Linked DNA regions of Mus musculus: all the other regions are linked to region 1. Evidence: chromatin contacts called from public Hi-C data. All regions are on one chromosome and are shown on one strand. The core of a region is the stretch at or near the end of the contact, and the rest is flanking DNA. Distances in the headings are between cores, read along the strand shown. Region 1 holds the start of Rplp0 (ribosomal protein, large, P0). Region 2 holds the start of Mvk (mevalonate kinase). Region 3 holds the start of Kctd10 (potassium channel tetramerisation domain containing 10).

Evidence for each region. Hi-C and Micro-C count contacts between places; a contact is called where the count stands out from the background.
Region 2: a contact with region 1 is called in a Hi-C map of B cells, with 9 read pairs. The contact joins the promoter of Mvk here to the promoter of Rplp0 in region 1. A contact is called at or near these places in 2 of 39 promoter capture datasets (liver and pre-B cells) and 1 of 484 Hi-C or Micro-C datasets (B cells).
Region 3: a Hi-C map of CD8 T cells shows a contact between it and region 1, with 2.7 times the contacts expected there. The contact joins the promoter of Kctd10 here to the promoter of Rplp0 in region 1. A contact is called at or near these places in 4 of 39 promoter capture datasets (the 3T3-L1 cell line, cranial neural crest, liver and 1 more), 2 of 484 Hi-C or Micro-C datasets (B cells and CD8 T cells), 2 of 115 datasets of contacts at active chromatin or transcription factors (pancreatic cancer cells and thymic regulatory T cells) and 1 of 9 other capture datasets (liver).

Annotation. Positions count from the first base shown.
Region 1 is chr5:115,558,160-115,560,859 of GRCm38.p6, forward strand. Rplp0 (ribosomal protein, large, P0) reads left to right here and starts at 1,308. Exons shown (of 7, transcript NM_007475.5): 1 at 1,308-1,380; 2 at 1,628-1,729; 3 at 2,582-2,700. The coding sequence starts at 1,676.
Region 2 is chr5:114,442,999-114,445,698 of GRCm38.p6, forward strand. Mvk (mevalonate kinase) reads left to right here and starts at 1,271. Exons shown (of 11, transcript NM_023556.3): 1 at 1,271-1,365; 2 at 2,390-2,481. The coding sequence starts at 2,404. It overlaps Mmab (methylmalonic aciduria (cobalamin deficiency) cblB type homolog (human)), which reads right to left and starts at 1,029. Exons shown (of 9, transcript NM_029956.4): 1 at 878-1,029. The coding sequence starts at 993.
Region 3 is chr5:114,379,103-114,381,802 of GRCm38.p6, forward strand. Kctd10 (potassium channel tetramerisation domain containing 10) reads right to left here and starts at 1,403. Exons shown (of 7, transcript NM_026145.4): 1 at 1,324-1,403. The coding sequence starts at 1,326. Ube3b (ubiquitin protein ligase E3B) reads left to right here and starts at 1,518. Exons shown (of 28, transcript NM_054093.3): 1 at 1,518-1,873.

The DNA of each region.
Region 1 (2,700 bases), core at 58-2,557:
TATATATATATATATATATATATATGTGAAGAAGCTAGTTTTATGTATCGATTTTCTCCCGTATCCCTGGAAGGGAAAGCAAACGGTCAATAAAGTGGAAGTGCTTTTTAAGACAACACAGCAAGCGGCAGAACAAAGTTATGGATCCGGGTCTCATCTGGCCGCATGCCCTGCGTTTTGCCTGCTCAACAAATACTTATCTGCCCACTGTCTGGCAGGCACAGAATAAAATCTCTGCCCTGTGGAGCTTACCTTCCTGCAGGGAGAGGCTGACAAGCAGAATGTGGTGAATTATACAGCGAGTTAGATGGTGTAAGTGCTGCAGGAGAAGGTGGGAGAGTAAGGGAGAGTAGGTTTGGTTTTGCCCCCGCCCTTAAAATTTGAAATCAAGAATCAGGGCAGGTCTCCTTGAGTAGATAGCATTTGCAGCAAGATGTGGGGGAGGTGAGTTTCTCTGACCGAAGCTGGCCAGCACCATTCAAAAAGCTGTGAAGCCGGTGGTGGTGGCGCACACCTTTAATCCCAGCACTTGGGAGGCAGAGGCAGGCGGATTTCTGAGTTCAAGGCCAGCCTGGTCTACAAAGTGAGTTCCAGGACATCCAGGGCTATACAGAGAAACCCTGTCTCGAAAAACCAAAACCAAAACCAAAAAAAAAAAAAGGCATACTCTTGAAGGGGATAAAAGGGCAAAGGGATCAGGCGAGAGGCAAACACATCAGTAGGAAAGCAAGAAAACAGATTGCGACAGTGGAAACAGTCGTGTGGGACCTTGAGAATAGTCTACGTTTTAGGCGTTTACTCAGAGAAAACGGCAATCTTTGATTAACTTTGTGCGGGTGAAGATGTAGGTTTTGAAAGGAAGAACAAAACGGGCAGTGGTGGCGCACGCCTTTAATCCCAGCACTTGGGAGGCAGAGGCAGGCAGATTTCTGAGTTTGAGGCCAGCCTGGTCTACAAAGTGAGTTCCAGGACAGCCAGGATATACAGAAAAACCTAAAAAAATAAAAAATAAATAAATTAAAAGAAAGAAAAAAGAATGGAAGAACAAGAGGAGACTAGAGCATCAGCTAGGGTTTCGCAGAAAGTTGTTTTGCTGTACTGACTCGGTGACGCTGCAGGGCGGCTCCGACCCAGCAGAGGGCAGCAGGTCTGAAAGCGCGCCTCCTGCGGCCGGGTGCTGTCTTTACTTTCCCGACTTGCTGGAGTGGCAGCGGTCTCAGCCAATAGACGCGCATGTTTATTGAGTGAGGCAGGACAGTCGATGGAACCAGCCAATAGGCATGGACGACGTCGTCTTCGGGTTTCGAGGACCGCCTGGTTCTCCTATAAAAGGCACACGCGGGCATGCGGCCCGTCTCTCGCCAGGCGTCCTCGTTGGAGGTTGGGGGGTTGTTTTGTTGTGGGAGGGCGGCAAGAGCGCGGGGACGTTGCGGGTGGGAGCGATGGGCTCGGGAAGGATCGCGGCCGGGCTCTGCCCGTCCGGTCTACCGCCTGGCTTGTCGGATCGCCCGCGCTGCTGGCGGCCGCAGCCCGGGGCCCAGCTCTGGCGTGGCCGGCTTGGCCTAGGCCTGGGATCGGGGCCGGTGTTGGGGTTACCGGGCTCAAGCTGCCCCCTCTCTCTCCCCAGTGACATCGTCTTTAAACCCCGCGTGGCAATCCCTGACGCACCGCCGTGATGCCCAGGGAAGACAGGGCGACCTGGAAGTCCAACTACTTCCTCAAGATCATCGTAAGTGTGGAGCGGGCCGGGGACGCGCGGCTTCCGCCTCCGGGTCTTCCCGGGGCGGTCGTTGGCCACGCGCTTTAACAGAGTTTGGGCATCCTGGGGAAGTTCTGTAGTCTTGGGATCTCCCCCCCCCCCCCCCGCGTTCCAGAACTAGCTCGCTCACCCAGTTTTTCATCTCGTCGAGCCCTTCGCGTTTGTGCAAAGGGCTGAGACTGGAGTGATTCATCTTGTTGCCCATCTGAGACCTGCCAGTCAGGCTGCTGTTGAGTGACTTAATTACAAAAGGCCTTTGAGGTGGCTTTGAACCAGAGCTACCAGACTTTGTAGGTACCAGTCTGTTTTAGTTAACTTTTCTTTTTTTTTTCCGAGACAGAGACAAAGATTTTTGGGTCTGGTAGTACCTTTTATATTTCACAACCTAAGATCCCCCGACCTCTCTATAATTTGTTTTCTGTGCTTTTTAAGTCTGTCTCTTCCCTGATCAGAGTCACTTTGGTCACCCAGGCACGCCTTATTTAAAAAGTAAAGCTTAAGATTTACTTGAGGCAAGTCTTCCCCCTATAGCTCTGGCTGGCCTCGGATTAGCAATTAAGCCTTACCTGTCTTTACAGGTGTGGCACCACACCCAGCTAAAAGTTAATTTTTGGCTGTGACAGTAATTTTGTGATACTCGTAACCAGCAAGGAAGCTGGATCAGATAAAGACAGACGTTGGGCTCGGGTGGCTGGCTCCTAGCGAGAAGTGTCACACCTAGGGTGAAGCAATGGGGAGGTAGAGGTAGCAGGGTTTCGGGTTTTGCTGGGTATTTTTTGTTTGTTTTCCTCTCAATGTAGTTTTTCCTGGCTTCCTTCATAGCAACTTTTGGATGATTATCCAAAATGCTTCATTGTGGGAGCAGACAACGTGGGCTCCAAGCAGATGCAGCAGATCCGCATGTCGCTCCGAGGGAAGGCCGTGGTGCTGATGGGCAAGAA
Region 2 (2,700 bases), core at 21-2,520, 1.1 Mb before region 1:
CTGTACAGCAGCTGCTGTAGCATACTGCTCAATAAAGATTCTTGGCAAATACTGGCAGGAAGGACTAACTGGTCACTCCATGTAGCCCTAGCTCCACAGTGGGCTAAAGCCGCTAGCTCCTGGAACTGCCCTTCAGCTTCTCCCACACTCCCAAAGTTAGCCATACGCTTCTCCGTTGAGGAAACTGGAGCCCACAAAGATTCAACTTCCTAGATCTCCAGGAAGAGACTGGGCTGGGATTCATGCCCAAAACCCTTCTACTGTAAGCCTGACCTGGTCCATTACCCTCCCCAAACTCTTGTCTCTTCTAACCCCAACACAGAAGTTAGCACTTCTGGGGGAAAGAAAACTAGGCCACTTGCACTTTTCTAAGATTTTTCAGTGTCAAGGAAAAAAAAAAATACACTGTCAAAATGGAATTTCAAAAATGCTATTTTAACTTAATTTTTTTTTTTTTGAGGACTGCGAATGAACCCCGACTCTGCCATTTTCAACTAGCAGTGCATAACTTAAAATTAAAATGTGAATTCACAAAATTATTTCAAAGTCAGAGGACTGGACAGGGAACGCTGATCATGAGGTCATGGTAGTCTGCAAGTCCCTATGCAAGTTTCTAAGTGTTACCATGTCTTCCTGGTGTCTTAATCCTAATCCAAACAAACTGCTTGGGGAGGCCGGACAAAACCCACAAGAGCATGCCCCTGCCCTGACTGACCACAGCTAGACTCCGTTAGAACTTGGGGAGGAAATCCTGGCCTCTGACGCCATGACGAGCCCAGTGACGTCAGGCCACATAGAGCACGTCATCGGTGTGATGTACCCACGGAAACAACCGTTCCTCCTCCGTGTTGAGTTACTCTCCAGGCCTGAAACTCACCTGTCCCCGTCTTCCCCGCCCTGAGGGCCACGGCTCTGGAAACGGGGACACAGCAGTCTGCAGGCGCTGAGACGCCCGCGCAGGCCGAGGCGACCCCCAAAGAGCCACACAGCCATGCGCACGGTAACGCATCCAAGACTGACCCGGCTAGGCACCCGTCCAGGCCCGGGGATGACTCCGCCCCGCAGCCGGCCGCGCCACCTCTCAATCGCTGTTTCCTATTGGCCTGGGGCACTCGCACCAGGGCGGGGCACTCCCCAGCTCTTGATTCCCATTGGATTACTTGTAGAAAGAGGCGAGGCAATTTCGGCTTGCTTGAAGTTCCCATTGGTTAATGTTTGACCCAATCTGTAAAGGAGCCCTTAGCTCCAGCTCTCTGATTGGCCTCAGGAAGACACACCCGCCTCCTTGGAACTCTCCCATCTGATATGGAGAAGACCGGGAGCTGCGGCCCGGGTTTCAGCTCACTTGGGCGCTGGCCGGGGCAGGTGAGAAGCCTGGGCTGCGGGATGGGCGGCGTGAGGACCGGGTCCCGGACACCCCGGGCCGGGCGCCGCGGTTCTCTGCCTTCGTGTCCTCGATCTGAGCGCTCGGCGACCTCAGATCGGACAGTTTCCCCTAGACTAGGGTCCCGTAGACTGGGCTACTTAGTGTGCAGTGGGGTGGCCAGTGAAGCCTTGAACCCGGGTGATTTTTGCATTATTTATAACAACGTAAAAATGCATGCACCCATAAATCCAGCAAAACCACTCTGTGACATGACTCTTGCCTTGCAGAAGTTCTTGTTTGAACGTGCAACACAGGGCGTTAACAGGTGAGTCCCGGCAGCCGCGTTTGTGATTGTGACAGGTTGGTTGTGGTCTTGAGGTCCGGGAAGGATTCTTTCTCCTGCAAGATTTTATCTAAACCTCGCGTTCCCACACGCATCAAACACATGGCCGTCCTCAGAGTAGGCAAGCAGTCCATGCCTGAGCTCATGTCAGTTTCTACTGGCAACAGCAGTGGTAATAAACTCTGGAGCTGAGAACCTGTCAGTGCCGAGTAGCTCAGTATAGTCAAGAGGCCACTTTGCCAGACAGACAGGCCTTGCTGCTGGTAGTCCTTTGAGTCAGCCTCCAGTATTGCCTCTATTATCTGATATATGGGAAACAGATTCATGGCATAAGACATTCTGGGGACGGAAGAGCTGTGGTCTGAACCCAGATTTTTTTTTTCCCATTGTCCACCTGACTGGCTCACTGCACTGTCATCCTGGAACATAGCTCTGGATGGTAGTTCTGGATGGAGTTTCTCTACATGCTCCTGGCTGTCCTGGAATTCACTCTGTAGACCAGGCTTGCCTCGTACACCCAGAGATCCACCTGCCTCTGCCTCCACAGTGCTGGGATGAAAGATGTTCACCTCCAAGCCCAGCCTTCCTGGTGTTTGTAACTAACATCTAGGGAACTTTGTTTCTCTCTCTCTCTCTCTCTCTCTCTCTCTCTCTCTCTCTCTCTCTCTCTTTCCTTGCAGAAGTCTCAGAAGCCATGTTGTCAGAAGCCCTGCTGGTGTCCGCCCCGGGGAAGGTCATCCTCCATGGAGAACACGCTGTGGTCCATGGCAAGGTAAAAAGTCCCCAGGGAGCTGGGCAGTGGTGGCGCATGCCTTTAATCCCAGTTCTGAATTTGAGACCAGCCTGGTCTACAGAGTGAGTTCCAGAACAGCCAGGGCTACACAGAGAAACCCTGTCTCGAAAAAACAAACAAACCAAAAAAAGTTCCCAGGGACTTGAACGATGGGGTACCATGTCTCTCAGACCCTGGATTGGAAGACGGTAAAAGAAA
Region 3 (2,700 bases), core at 153-2,652, 1.2 Mb before region 1:
GATTAAAAGGCTCTTTCAGGTGATTCCGATACAAAGGAGGATTAGACAATCTGTTTATCTAGTAGCCTTGGAGATCTGAAGGGAGCTCTTCCGGGCGGGTTGCTTAAGGGGTATTATGCAAGGAGGCTAAACTAACCTGAGGTCTCTGCTACAGGGCTACTGCGTGAAGCAAACGAAGTTAAAGGAGGCCAAAAACTAAAGCCCCACACTTTTTTCTAGGATAGTCACCCCCCCCCCCCCAGTTCTCCTGCTTTTGAGAACTTCTCCAAACAGTCTCAATGAGGATGTTGTCAATCCTGCTTACTAGGGAAGCTAGGTATTAGAATCTGGTTTCAAACGCCCTCCATTTCACAGCCCAAATCCTTAGTGACACACAGAGACTGTAAAAATACATCGGTGAGCCCAGACTATCCTGTTGTTAACTAGTTCCCAGGTTAGCCCCAGGGGACCAGTTGGTGGTCTACCGGTGCTGCTGGCCGCCTTCTACCAATGTGTGTGTCTCTTGTTTTATACCAAATAGAGCTTGACCAAAGCCAGACACAGGCCGAGTCATCTGTCTTCAGTTTGGGACTGATCTTGTGAGTGAGTGGCAGACAAAGAAGACCTGGGTTAATAGTCCACCCGCCCCCCATCCCCACCCAAGGACAAAGAACCATTCAAGGGACAGACCCTAGAGAATCTCAAGTAAACCGAAACCATCCCATAACGCAGACAGCAACAGCTGACATCCTGGGACTCCCGAGGTGTGGTCACCTAGGGCCTCAAGGGAAGTGATTAGGTAGGTATCCAGGTGCCACTTGAGGCCAGACTCTGTGGTCAGGGTACCCCGACCTCAGACATGTCTCCTTAGAATTACTGTTACCAGTCATCTCGCTCCAGACTTGTGGGTTCAGAGACGCCCCCTCCCTCTCTTGCCTGGAACCCCACCTTACTCAAGGCACAGCCTCCCAGAGGCCAGACTTTGCTCGATTCCAAGGGTACACGCTCGCCCCTCTCCACACGCCCTCGAACCCTCGTTCGTTCCCCACCCCGAGCGTCGGTCTCGATGCCTCCGCCGCCGTCTCTTTGTCCCGACGATCTCCCACGTCCCATCGCCCATCAGCACTCCAGGCTCGCCGCCCAGCGCCACCACCGCCCGCAGGACCAGCCGCCCCTTCGCAGATCCCCACCACCACCACCCCGACCACGGCTCCTTTCATTTGAAGCCCTTCCCCCGCTCCGGACCTCGCCCGCACGCGCTACTCAGCGCCCCACCGCTCCCGCTCAGCCTCGTCGCCACCCTCGCCCGCCCCGAAGCTCCCCGACGGCGGCCACCGCCCTCACCATGAAAAGTCGGAGGACGCCGGAGTCTCCAAATCCGGACTGAGAGGCAGGAAACACCCAGCTCGCTCAATGCAGGGGGCGGAGGCGGGGCCGGGGCGGGCACTTCCGGCGTCCGTCCACACCCCACTTCCGCCCCGCAGAGGGACTCTTCTTAAAGCGTTCCCCCCCACCCCCCACCCCCGTAAGCCCTAGATGGGGGGAACTCTTTTTATCAACCGTTCCCGCCTCCCCTTGGCCGAGTCAGGCGTTTAGTCCCACTTCTGGATGTTTGTTTCTCCTTTCCGTCTGCTAAAGAAGATGACAAGAGGAAAGGAGTCCTCACCTCCTCCATGGGCAAAGAAGCAGTGCGGAACTGTTGTTTCCCGGAACTGAATAATTGCTTGCTTCCCAAGAGGTGTTCGGAGCACAACACCCGGGGCAAGATGGCGGCCGGGCTTCGGCCGCTGCCCCGGGGCTGGCGGACCTCGGGGGGATCGGGCTAAGGCGGCGGTCGCTGCGGCCCGGACCCCGAGTGCGGGGCCTCGAACGGATAAAGATCTCCGGACTGCGGGTAGCGAGTGGGGACAGGATGGGCGCTTCTCTGGGCGGCGGGGCCAGGGACGGAGGGAGGCTATCTGGGGGGCCGAGTCTTGGTTTGAGTGAAGTCGGAGGAGGGACTGGCTTGCGGGCTTCGGGGATCTCCTTGTCCCCCTTCCATTGATTTCCGTGCCGAGGCGACTGGCCTTGCCAGCCAACTGATTGTGGGCGAGACGGACTTGTTCTTGTGGTTGTTGATGTCGGTGCCTGTGAGAGGCGTCGGGCCTCCGGATCACCCCAAGTGGAATTCGAGCCCAGTGCTGTCGCTCGCTGTGTGACCTTGGGTGAATCTAGTCCCATCTCTGACCCTCAGTTTCCTCCTCTGTAAATAGAGTAATTAGATTGTTTTACGGAGATTATTTTAGAATACGTTTTAGTGTGGTTCCTGACGGCTCTTGATCAAAAGCTGGAAAAACTGGATCGTATTTTGACTTAAGCCTAGCTAGCCTCACAGGGTGCCTGGCATTCTCAACTTCTCTTTGTGGTGCCTTTCTGTGTGTGTGATTCCTGAACCTTGCCTTTTTGACTTGCCGATAAGTAATTCCTTTGGGAATTCAAAGTCAGGGACGGTGGGTGAGGACACTGGCGAGTTATGTGCCCTCTGCATTTCGTTTCCCCATCTGGATAGGCTGTAGCTGTCTAAGAGCAATAGTTTGGCTTATTAATGGTTTCTTTAAGAGCTGTTGTCTTATCTTAGGCTTTTAAAATTGGGGTGTTGTAGCCTCACAGGATAGGCTTCCAAAGGGAGGCCTAGTTAAATAGATCTACAATGTCTGTTACATGGTCTACACTTAGATGGTG